Regions from separate parts of the Mus musculus genome. Here regions 1, 2 and 4 are each linked to region 3. The links are chromatin contacts, called in public HiChIP or PLAC-seq and promoter capture Hi-C maps. All regions are on one chromosome and are shown on one strand. The core of a region is the stretch at or near the end of the contact, and the rest is flanking DNA. Distances in the headings are between cores, read along the strand shown.

What was found. Promoter capture Hi-C pulls out the DNA fragments that hold promoters and counts their contacts. HiChIP or PLAC-seq counts read pairs in DNA pulled down with a chosen protein or histone mark.
Region 1: a contact with region 3 is called in a promoter capture Hi-C map of trophoblast stem cells, with 4 times the contacts expected there. The contact joins the enhancer-like site here to the promoter of Cln5 in region 3. A contact is called at or near these places in 2 of 39 promoter capture datasets (pre-B cells and trophoblast stem cells), 2 of 15 datasets of contacts at CTCF or cohesin (the NIH/3T3 cell line and embryonic stem cells), 28 of 484 Hi-C or Micro-C datasets (the 3T3-L1 cell line, the AML12 cell line, B cells and 18 more), 18 of 115 datasets of contacts at active chromatin or transcription factors (the 230-238 cell line, acute myeloid leukemia, bone marrow-derived macrophages and 10 more) and 2 of 9 other capture datasets (embryonic stem cells and liver).
Region 2: a promoter capture Hi-C map of pre-B cells shows a contact between it and region 3, with 3 times the contacts expected there. The contact joins the enhancer-like site here to the promoter of Cln5 in region 3. A contact is called at or near these places in 2 of 39 promoter capture datasets (neutrophils and pre-B cells), 5 of 484 Hi-C or Micro-C datasets (the G1E-ER4 cell line, embryonic stem cells, natural killer cells and 1 more), 10 of 115 datasets of contacts at active chromatin or transcription factors (the 230-238 cell line, bone marrow-derived macrophages, embryonic basal ganglia and 6 more) and 3 of 9 other capture datasets (adipose tissue, liver and macrophages).
Region 4: a contact with region 3 is called in an H3K27ac HiChIP or PLAC-seq map of microglia, with 8 times the contacts expected there. The contact joins the enhancer-like site here to the promoter of Cln5 in region 3. A contact is called at or near these places in 15 of 39 promoter capture datasets (the 3T3-L1 cell line, 3T3-L1-derived adipocytes, the C10 cell line and 10 more), 4 of 15 datasets of contacts at CTCF or cohesin (the NIH/3T3 cell line, large pre-B cells, pro-B cells and 1 more), 52 of 484 Hi-C or Micro-C datasets (the 3T3-L1 cell line, the AML12 cell line, B cells and 35 more), 26 of 115 datasets of contacts at active chromatin or transcription factors (the 230-238 cell line, the NIH/3T3 cell line, acute myeloid leukemia and 16 more) and 3 of 9 other capture datasets (adipose tissue, embryonic stem cells and liver).

Annotation. Positions count from the first base shown.
Region 1 is chr14:103,557,165-103,559,864 of GRCm38.p6, forward strand. All of the region lies in intron 8 of Scel (sciellin), which reads left to right. Among named protein-coding and RNA genes, the nearest start is that of Scel, 45 kb to the left of the region's middle. Within about 2 kb of position 1,422, at least 2 of the 459 cell types and tissues checked have an H3K27ac peak or open chromatin away from gene starts, as enhancers often do. A contact at or near this core is called in trophoblast stem cells, where this site is marked.
Region 2 is chr14:103,361,779-103,364,617 of GRCm38.p6, forward strand. No RefSeq gene overlaps it. Among named protein-coding and RNA genes, the nearest start is that of Gm34758, 16 kb to the left of the region's middle. Within about 2 kb of position 1,558, at least 42 of the 459 cell types and tissues checked have an H3K27ac peak or open chromatin away from gene starts, as enhancers often do. A contact at or near this core is called in the G1E-ER4 cell line, bone marrow-derived macrophages, neutrophils and 2 more, where this site is marked.
Region 3 is chr14:103,068,850-103,071,554 of GRCm38.p6, forward strand. It overlaps Cln5 (ceroid-lipofuscinosis, neuronal 5), which reads left to right and starts at 1,367. Exons shown (of 4, transcript NM_001033242.1): 1 at 1,367-1,618. The coding sequence starts at 1,497.
Region 4 is chr14:103,480,343-103,483,179 of GRCm38.p6, forward strand. All of the region lies in intron 2 of Gm34907 (a long non-coding RNA gene), which reads left to right. Among named protein-coding and RNA genes, the nearest start is that of Gm34907, 18 kb to the left of the region's middle. Within about 2 kb of position 1,394, at least 11 of the 459 cell types and tissues checked have an H3K27ac peak or open chromatin away from gene starts, as enhancers often do. A contact at or near this core is called in adipose tissue, bone marrow-derived macrophages and microglia, where this site is marked.

The DNA of each region.
Region 1 (2,700 bases), core at 172-2,671, 490 kb after region 3:
AGACCTGTGTCTCCGTTTTATAACCGTCCGTCCATGTGGTTAGTGCTGCCCTGCCCGTATGCTGCGTATCCAGTGCCCTATGCAGTCCTACTCTTACCCGGGAATGATCTTTATCTTCTGTCTACTTCTGGAAGGGGAGGATTTGATCATCAAATCCTCGCAGATACACTACCAGTTATCAGTTGACGTATGTACCCAACACATGTTTGTTTGTTTGTTTGTTTGGTTGTTTTTTTTTTCTTTCAAGTCAGGGTTTCTCTGTGTAGCCCTGGCATCCTGAAACTCACTCTGTAGACCAGGCTGGCCTCGAACTCAGAAATCCGCCTGCCTCTGCCTCCCAAGTGCTGGTATTAAAGGCGTGCACCACCACTGCTTTTTTGAGAAAAGATGGTGGTGTCGATCAAATGGAATAATCCCAGCATGTATTATTTTCACTGACAAAGAGTCAGTCTTTTCTGTATAATGGGGAGAAAAAATAACACCTGGCTCTGGGATTATAATAAGCACTGACTGAGTTAATTAGTCAACAAGAAGCACTTAGAAGAGTTCTTGACATATAGAAATCTCTTAAACTAGCATGCTGTTACCGGGGTCTGCTCACCCTCCTGCTCCTTTAGGGAACGCCTTCATATGCTCGCCTGTCTTGCTCTCAACGTGCTTTCCTCACTTTGAATCAATGGCTTTGATTTTCTTTTTCTTTTTCTTCCTTCGATAATAGAAATAAACAAAAGACAACTTTCTCTGCCCCAAATCAACTGAGGTGACTCAGCAGTTCTGGTCTCCTCTGTTCCTTTTGATGCAGTGAGTCTGTGCTTCTACCAGAGACCAAACACACACAGAGGCAGACACACACACACACACACACACACACACACACACACACGTGCACACATGCACACACACACACACACGCACACACACACACACACACAGAGGCACACACACAAACATGCAGTCATGTACCCTTGTTCCTTCCAAAAATATCAATTTCAATTCATTTTCCTTCTTTCCCATTATCTCCTAAATCTTCTCCTATAGTGTATACAGCTCCACGCCCAAACACTCACTGTCCTGTCAGGACTGTTTCTGTCAGAGTTACCAGTGTCCTGACCACTATGGCAAAGCCATGCTAACCTCAAAGTCCTTGTCCTCCTTGGTTTGTCCGTCAGGCTGGGCCAGCCTTTGCTCAGCTGGTTTCCAGGAAACACAACACCTCCTCACTTTTACCTTCCTTTCCTTGACCGTCCTCCTCCCGTGGGCTCCTTCCCTCTCACTTCTCACATGCTTGACCCTGAAATGCCATGCGATGTGAGGCCAGAACCCTTCCTCTCAGTTTGTCTCTCTTTACAATAGTCTCTTTGCTTACCTCATGAAGTTTCAAGTGTCAAATGTCATCTTCAAGCTGGTGTTCCAGCTGTCCTCAGGGTATTTATCACTTCCTGCAAGTTTCAGCTCTAATGTCACCTTACACAGAGGCTTTCCCCCGGGCCATGCTAATAAAATGGAGTCCCTAGCCCTTTTATGCTATGTCTTCACTCTGGTCTGTCTTTCTCTCTCGCTCGCTCTCTCTCTCTCTCTCTCTCCCTTCCTTCCTTCCTTCCTTCCTTCCTCCCTCCCTCCCTCCCTCCCTCCCTCCCTCCCTTCCTTCCTTCCTTTCCTCCTTTCTTCCCTTTTTTTCCTTCCCTTCTTGATGTTGATACAAATACAACATCACTTATTTGTATATTTAAAGCCTGTTGGAAACAAGAAGCATTATCTAAGGCTGGAGAGATGGCTCAGCTGTTAAGAGTACTGAATGCTGCTCGTCTGAAGGTCCTAAGTTCAAATTCCAGCAACCACATGGTGGCTCATAACCATCTGTGGTGAGATCTGATGCCCTCTTCTGGTGTGTCTGAAGACAGCTACACTGTACTTAGATATAATGATAAATAAATCTTTGGGCCAGAGTGAGCAGGGCTGGAGCAAGCAGAGGTCCTAAGTTCAATTCCCAGCAAACCACGTGATGGTTCACAACCATCTTACAGCTACAGTGTACTCATATACATAAAATAAATAAATAAATCTTTAACAAAGAGAGAGAGAGAGAGAGAGAGAGAGAGAGAGCGCATTATCTACTACATAAAGCGCATCACACACAGAAAGCTACCAAGCGATGTTTGCTGACTAAAACTATGATCTCATTCAGTCCTGAAAATCCTCACCAATCCTGTTAGAGATCTTCCTACAGATGACAACGTAGGATAAGGTTGCCTTGGAGCTGAGCTGCCCATGCAGGTAGCTTTATCCCGGGTGCAGATCTACTCAGCGGGCTGTGAAGATGAGGGGATCAGATTGGGAAAAGCCTTTCGTGCTCTGCATCAAGACAACAATGGAGAAGGGAAACACAGAAGTGGCAGTGGAGGGAGCCAGGGGAGGGGGAAAGGGGGGAGGGGGAGCCGGAGAGTCACGTGATTTCAGGATGCGCTGACTTTATTTACAGTTAGACATTCTTGTCCATTTCCCGTTCCCTTGTCCCTCAATCATGCGGCCTTTTGGGGCTGACTTGGGTGCCTCCTTGAAAGTTGGCTGATGTCATAGTTTATATTTTGTCAGCACCGAGGTGTCACGTGCTGATAATATTTAAGTCAAGAGTTAGTTAAAAGTCTCCAAACCAACTTTTCTTTGAGATCTGAAATGTGAGAAACCTTCTTGGCTACTTCT
Region 2 (2,839 bases), core at 308-2,807, 290 kb after region 3:
TCTACCATTGGTTAAGACCCCTCTCTGATCAGGGTTCTCTCCGGCACCTTCCATAGCACCGTAGCACTATGAAAGCTACCCTGAAGGCAAGAAGCATCCAGCTCAGTTTCAACTTGCTACATGCCCTACCATCAGAGTGTGTGGTGTCTTCATCCTACCATGTACTTCTGGTGGCTATAAACAGCAGTGCCAATAACTTGTGTTTGTTTTGGGTGCCTTTAGGGCAGTGGTTCTCAGCCTTCCTAATGCTGTGACCCTTGAATAGAGTTCCTCATGTTGTGGTGACCCACAACCATAAAATCATTTTCTTTGCTTCTTCATAACTAATTTTTCTACTGTTATGAACTGCAATATAAATATCTGATTACAGGATAGTCTTAGGTGACCCCTGTGAAAGAGTTATTCAACCCAAACCTCTCAAAGATCTATAACCCATAGGTAGAGAACCACTGCTACAGGAAGTCATTAAGACTTTTATTTAGTAATAAGTGATTTTTGAGAACAGCATTATCCACTCAGGCAGAGTACCTCCATGAAAATGCTCTTGTTTAGATTGTATTTTTAAATCAATTTATGAAGCAGTAGGCTTCCTTATGGCTTCCTTTTAATATAAACTTTTTTTTAAAATAACATTCCCTCCACTCTCTCTGCCTTCAACAGGCAGGATCATAGCTCAGGCCTTTCCATTCCCAGTATTCCCCCTTCTACACTCAGATCACATGTGTTCTACTGTCCCCTGCTCCACTAGACCTTTCTTCATCTTTTCCTCTCATGGGCTCTTTACTGTGAGATTAAATTAGTTAATGGATTAATTTAATTATTCTATTGATTATCATTTTTGGACCCATTCATATTCATATTTAACTTGTCTAATCTTACATTTAAGATCTGAAGATCTTATGAAGTTTAGCTCAGCTTCTGAATTTATTTAGGCTGTTGAGTTAGTTTTCTAGCCTAGAAAATAAAAAGCTTTACATGGTAACTAGAGACACTTTAGTTCAAACTCATTTTTAACCCTTACTAGTTCTGTGATGTATACCCACACTTTCCTGAACCTTAAGGAACAGAAAGGATTGTTATAGTAATAAAGGACTCAGTGTGTGCATGTGTGCGTGCATGAGTGTGTATGTGTGTGTGTGTGTGCATGCCTGTGTATGTGTGTGTGCATGAGTGTGTGTGCATGCCTGTGTAGGTGTGTGTGCATGAGTGTGTGTGTGTGTGCACGCCTGTGTGTGTGTGCATGTCTGTGCATGTGTGCATGCATGAGTGTGTGTGTGTGTGTGTGTAACTAAACAAGAGTGAGGAAATCTAGCACATATACCGTTCTACTGCTCTACAGTCAACCCAAAGGACAGCAAGTAGAGCCTCAGCAGAAGTGTGATCCACATGAAAACTAACTGTTCAGTGGCTTTAACAGTTTCATCTAATAATGTGTTAGCTTTTTTTTCTATGATGATTGTTATATTTTCTGCCAACAGAGACTTAAATCATCTCAAGTCAATATATATATATATATATATCTCAACCCTATTCAATAAACCACTTCCTCTTCTTATTTCCTCTTTAATCATTCTCTACACGGTGACTCAGCACACTCTTTCTCTCTTCTCCCCACTCTCCCCACCTCTCTCCCTCCCCTCCTTTCTCCCCTCTCCCCCTTTCTCTCTCTCTCCTTTCCTTTTTCCTTTCATGCTTCTCAGTCTCATTCGTTTACTAAGCAGAAATCCTTCTTTATCCTTAACTCTGTACTACCATACTAACTACAGATAGCATCTCAGTGTACTCTAGTGGCATGCTGGCTTTCCACCCAACTGCTTCTCACAACGGAAAAGTAAGTTTCACCTGTGTGTTGCAATCTATTTTCACAGCAGCAATGAATCAATCAACTGGGTTAGTTTTTCAGGTGATTCCAGCTACAAGACATAGTCTCTACTTTTTATGAAATACCATTTTTTTTTATTTTAAAGCAATGTTCAAAACAACACTGCTTTGATCCTTATTGAAAATGGTGTACATTCACAGAATGTTTAAGATTTGAGTTTGGGATTTTCACATCTGACATGACTTTGCAGTGCACTAAATGTCTCCGAGTCTTCATTTACAGAGTGTTCTTGGCAGGATATGTTCCAGAGGTTTTATTGACTTTACAAATCAAAGGGGTTCTCTATGGATAATCTCCAATATCCTAACACAAAGCAGCACATTCAGGGGTGGGACAGTGTGTAGTCCTGGTTAGGTTCCCATTGCTGTGATAAACACCATGGCCAAAGCAGTTTGTGGAGGGAAGTGTTCACTTCATCTCACAGACTTGCCTACAGACCAATGTGACGGATGCATGGTCTCAACTGAGGTTTCTGCATGGCCCTAGCTTGAGTCAAGTTGGAAAAGTAAAAAAAAAATAGGAACCTAACTAGCATGTTGTACATACTCAAAAATTTCTGTTATAAAATTTAAAATATCAAGATGAGGAGGTGGAGTGTAGAATGAAGACCATAAATATAAAAAACAATGCTATTGTTCTAATTCTTAGACTGGTGGATTTTGTATTTGTCACATTATTTTCACAACTAACATCTTGTGTACAGACTTATATTTAAATGAAAATGTTAAATTCATTTTTAAGATAAAAAAAATCTAATTATGTGTGTGAGTCTGAAGGAAAGATGTACATGTAAGGATAGTGCTAGCAGAGAGAGACCAAGGGTGTCAGACTCACAGCATCTGGAGTTAGCAGAGGGTTCTGCTCACATGAGTGCTGGGAACTGAACTCATTTTCTCTGTAAGACCAGTATGGACTCTGATCCATTCCTCCAGTCCCTTAAACTTATATTTTCACCAC
Region 3 (2,705 bases), core at 117-2,616:
TTGTAGCATCTTTGACATTATGCTGTGATAGGCAAGAAAAACTGTTAAGAAAAATCTGAAATTAGAGGCTACAATACAGTTGATGTATTTGTTTAGGGCAGTTAAGCACCTATAAAGCAGGTGAGTATATCTAAGGCCTACAAACCTAGTTAAAATATCATTACTCTTTCATTAAAATGTGGTTAGAAAATTGGTGTGTCCGAAGCAAAAAAGCATGTCGTGTTTGACAGAACCTTTAGCAACCTGGAAACCCTTCTCAGAATAGTGATTTATTTAGTTCACAGAGTTATAAATAAGAAAGCAAAGATGAGCTTGAACTTAACACGTTTGCCTGGCTAGTTATCATCCTGAAGTCAAAAAGAGAAAGCCAGCCATCACCTGCTAGGACACGTTAAAGTATCATGATGACACCCTGTTTTTTTCATTCCCTGAGAAACTTTGTCTCCTAAAATTTACAGACTTAATTTTTTTTTTTTTCCTTTTGGAAAATACATCAGCAAGGACGAAACAGCTAGAACCTTTGGCAGAGGAATCTCTGAGAATATCAGCCTCACACTACAACCCAGATAGGTCCAAAACTTTTGATAAAGGGTTTCTGGATCTGACATTTCTATCTCTTCTTGAGCTTCAGAGTTGGCAAGCAAAAAGGATCCCGTGTTCGCTTTGTAGTTCAGACCTCATGCAGCTCCTATGTGCATACACATAGTGGGTTTGCTAGGAGATCTCCAAAATACTGCCTGTTCCAGTCTCATCTCCAGCGTACGTGAGTGATCTTGGTTGCCATCACTCAGTGCAGTGGCCTGAACAGCCTGATTCCGTATGGCGTGATGCTCTTAGCAATCTTACACTTACTGGACAAAGGAGGACCGGAGGATAAATGGATTAAACCTAGCTCTATTGGTCGGTCTTAAGCTTTGAAGAGTCACGGATAATACTAAGTGTGGCAGAGGACAGAACCGGAGCAGAGCAGTCCAAGTCTGGTGATGCCGATGGCAGCACGGAAAGCATATTGTCATTGCTGATCTTTGCAACATTCTCAGAGAGGCCAGGAGAGGGCAATCATTTCCTGTAATGTCCTCATTTTTTAATTCCGCTGAGCACCCAGTGTCTCCAAGCAGAAGATTTGTGTTGGAGACTGGCCTGGGCCATGTGGGTCAAGAAAGTTCATAAGTGTTTTATTGTTGTTACGGTTTGGCTGGTGATGGCTGCGGGGAGGGCAGAAAGCACCTTTGCGCTAGAGGCATAGCACACATCCACCAGGCTGGAGTGAGTTTTGCAGTACCAGTCTCACCCTTCCGGGAGGACAGGGCTTTTTAGCGTCCAGCGCACGCGCGCTGGAACAGAGGCGCCCCGCCCCGGCCGGGACAGGGGAGGCGTCACGCGCCCGGAGGTCACACGGCCAAGCCGGCGCTGGTGCTTGGCTGGCTCCTCGCGGCGGCGCGCACGCAAGGCCGACGCCGGGGCCCCGGAGCCTCCGGGATCTCAGGGAGCCGCGGATGCTGCGCGGGGGGCCATGTGGAGCGCACTGGCGCCCGGCGCTCGCGCTGGCGCTGCTCGGGCTGGCGACGATTCTGGGCGCGTCCCCGACGTCTGGGCAACGCTGGCCGGTGCCCTACAAGTGAGTGAGACGGAGCGGGGCGGGGAGGGGACTTGGAGAGGGCGGATCCGATACCTTAGCGCGCCCGGGGACGCAGGGCACAGGGCGGGCGACACTAAGAGCATAGTTCCTAAATAGTTGGCAACTCGGGGATCCTCACCGGTTCTGGGCAGTTCAGAGTCCTGGGAGGAATGGAGAGTGACATCACTGCACGGAGTGACTTTTAGGTGCTACTGACTTGGAGAGCAGGTTAAAATGTTTTAAACACTGCAATTATTTCATGCCTTATCGTTAGCTGCCATTGCATAACATTTGGGGAGAATTTACAGGGAGCCTGCTTGCTCCCCTGTGTCCTTACTGAGCTAAATGGGGAATTTAGCTGACTGACCCGGGGAATTTCCTCCCTAGGCTAGTCAGGATCACCTTGTTGGTCCACTTCAACCTGGAGGGTAGGTAGGGCTCCGGACCTGAGGAGGTGATCGCAGTCTTTGACTTAGCTAAGTTTTGACAGCCTGTGGGGAATTGCGAAACAAGAAGCGCTCGGTCTTCGGGGTTGCGGGGGACAGGGGTGGGTGGAGTGGTGGCTGGCGTGGGCATAGTGAAGTGGAAAGAGATGCAGCTTTTGAAAGCATATGTTTTGCATAACAGAATGAGGGGCGGGGGGGTTCATGGCATGATGCATGTTCCTCTAAGGAGTTCTTAGTTCTGAAGGCTGCAGACCAAATCTGGTCCCATTTGCTCATCCTCTGTGCGGTCTTAGGGAATTTAACTCAGAATCTTCATGCTCACATACCCTGGACAGAAAACAGGAAATGATAGTAGCCCTCGCATTTCTGGTGAAAACCAGCAGTTGCCAAACTTAAATATTCATGTGTTCTGTTCATGAATTGGTTCTTCTAAATATATATGAGAGAAAAAAAAGTTTAGGGTTGAGGTTGGTTTTCATGAAAATATTCACAAGAAAAAAAAAACCTTAAATACCCAATAAAACAAGAAAGAGATTGTAAATCTCAAAGTATTTTATCTAATACCAGGAGACGGAGGCTGACTGGTCTTTTGACTCTAAAGAAGCCCCGATTGACATTCCCACCTGACAACTGGTATATAG
Region 4 (2,837 bases), core at 144-2,643, 410 kb after region 3:
GGACCACCACACCCACTCTCATCTTACCCCTGTTGCCTGTAGTTCTTTGAACAGGGTTGTGACCTCATAGGCTTTCCCTACCCAGTTTGTGGTCTTCCGGTGTCATCTTTGTTCAGCTCATACTTGGGCCGTCATGTTGGTGTGATTTCATCTGAGGATAGCTTCTGATGCTCCTAGGAGACAGACTCTCTGCAAACTCCCTGATGCTCTGATTCTTGTTGCCTTTCTGTCTTCTCTTCCACAGTGTTCCTTGGGCTTTAGTTGTAGGACTGACTGTCCTATAGGTATACAGTCTTTAAACCCACAGATAATTGTGGTCTTCATCCCTCATCAAGGAAACTGCTCTTCGCAACAGACTCCTACCAGAACAGAAAATGCGGAGTCTTGAAGCCCACACTTAGTTTTTAAACTACAGAGACCCCCTGCAAACACTGTTTTGATGACGATCAATTCCCAAAGACTTAGCAAGCGAAGACATCGATGATTTCACAGCTTGCCTGGCTCAGAGATCTTGCCATGGCTTAAAGGTTTCCCTAATGAGACTCAAAGGTTTTGCTTTAGGTGACACTGAACTCTGCTTTAATCTGAGTCTGGGCCTAAATAGCTGTTGACAGAGTTCTCTTCCTTCTGTCATTGAATGTACAGGAACTTGATTCTTCAAGGCCGTGGGATCTCTCCTTCCAGGGGCAACCTTCAGTAGCCCTTGCAAAGAGATCACTTGATCTGGCCTCACCCCTCTTCCTCAGGATATTTTCCTACTGAAAAAGCCAGGGTGAACTGATGATTAGAGACTTAATTATGTGACCCACTCCTACTTTTGCCATGTAGTATAACACAACCATAGAAGTAACATCATATCATAGCCGCAGGCCTACCTAATACTCAGGAATGAGGAAAACGCTGTTTTGTAGTCATAAACTTCGTGTAGGGTTGAGTGAACTATTGTGCTTATGAGAAGAAAAAGATTTGAAGGATGTAATCTCCTTCTTAGTATGGTGTGAGTGTGTGTGTGTGTGTGTGTGTGTGTGTGTGTGTGTCAGTGTAGTCAAGAGACATCGGTGAAGTTGTTAACAGTGGGGTATGTTACAGAACACTATAAAGAGGCCACCTATGAGAAATGGTTGATTTTCCCCTTATCAGGATTTTTTCAGAGAATAATCCGATCACTGTTTAAACACCACCGCTCTGTCAATGCTCGGTTGAATGAATGAGCAGTGACTTGATTCTTCAAGGCCACACAGGTCTCTCCTCTCAGGGACACCCTTTAGTACTCCTTGTGAAGGGCTGACTTGATCTGGTCTGGTAGAGAAGGATCCACACCCCCACTCTTTATCTCCTTAAGGTTCACTAACGTTTTCCTTCGTCAGTGAGAGAGCTGCCAAGTCCCCGACCTCTGCATCTTCCTCTTTCGTCCCATTCATCTGACACAACTTTTTTATATTAAGCAATAGAAGCACTGAGTGTTTCAGTGTCTGTTTTATATTTGTGGAAAGAAAAAAAATCTGGTGACTGAAAACCATTCTTGAAATGGTGACAGAAGTGAAGAGGGCACACTCTGAGGACCTATGTCGCTAGTCAGCTTTTATGATGACTTACATAAAAATGTTAAATGGTTCAAATTGATCACGTGAAAGCTGATTTTCTGTGTGCTTACCCCCATTTAATTCACTTGGTATATCAAGACCCACTGTGAACACTTAGCATTAATGAAGTAGTTGAAATATATTTTATCTTTGAAAATATATTTTCTTTTAAATAGACTGAAGTGTGGACACTATGCCCCTCCTTAGAATTGGGAACAAAACACCCATGGAAGGAGTTACAGAGACAAAGTTTGGAGCTGAGATGAAAGGATGGACCATGTAGAGACTGCCATATCCAGGGATCCACCCCATAATCAGCATCCAAACGCTGACACCATTGCATACACTAGCAAGATTTTATTGAAAAGACCCAGATGTAGCTGTCTCTTGTGAGACTATGCCGGGGCCTAGCAAACACAGAAGTGGATGCTCACAGTCAGCTAATGGATGGATCACAGGGCTCCCAATGGAGGAGCTAGAGAAAATACCCAAGGAGCTAAAGGGATCTGCAACCCTATAGGTGGGACAACTTTATGAACTAACCAGTACCCTGGAGCTCTTGACTCTAGCTGCATATGTATCAAAAGATGGTCTAGTCGGCCATCACTGGAAAGAGAGGCCCATTGGACACGCAAATTTTATATGCCCCAGTACAGGGGAACGCCAGGGCCAAAAAAGGGGAGTGGGTGGGTAGGGGAGTGGGGGTGGGTGGGTATGGGGGACTTTTGGTATAGCATTGGAAATGTAAATGAGCTAAATACCTAATAAAAAATGGAAAAAAAAATATTTACCGAGGCTGGAGAGATAGCTCAGCAGTTAAGAGCACTGACTGCTCTTCCAGAGGGTCCTGAGTTCAATTCCTAGCAACCACATGGTGGCTCACAACCATCTGTAATGGGACCCACTTCAAGTGAGGAAAGGCAAAGAGTATATTCTTGCCCTTAAGGGTCTTCAGCGTCGCTTCACTCAATACTCTGCTTATATCCTTTCTGCTGTGTCTGAAGACAGCGATAGTGTACTCATATACATGAAATAAATAAATAAATATTGAAAAATATTTATCTTTAAAAATATATACTTGTTCAGTGAATAATTTGGAATTGGATTTTGTTAATGTTTGCCTGTGACGCTGACATTAGGGCGGCTAGGACACTAGGATCAAGCGTTCAGGGCCCGCATAGGTGACATGGTGATTTTTGAGGCCAGTCTAGGCTCCACGGTGAAACCATCTTTAAAAATGGATTGGATTTATTC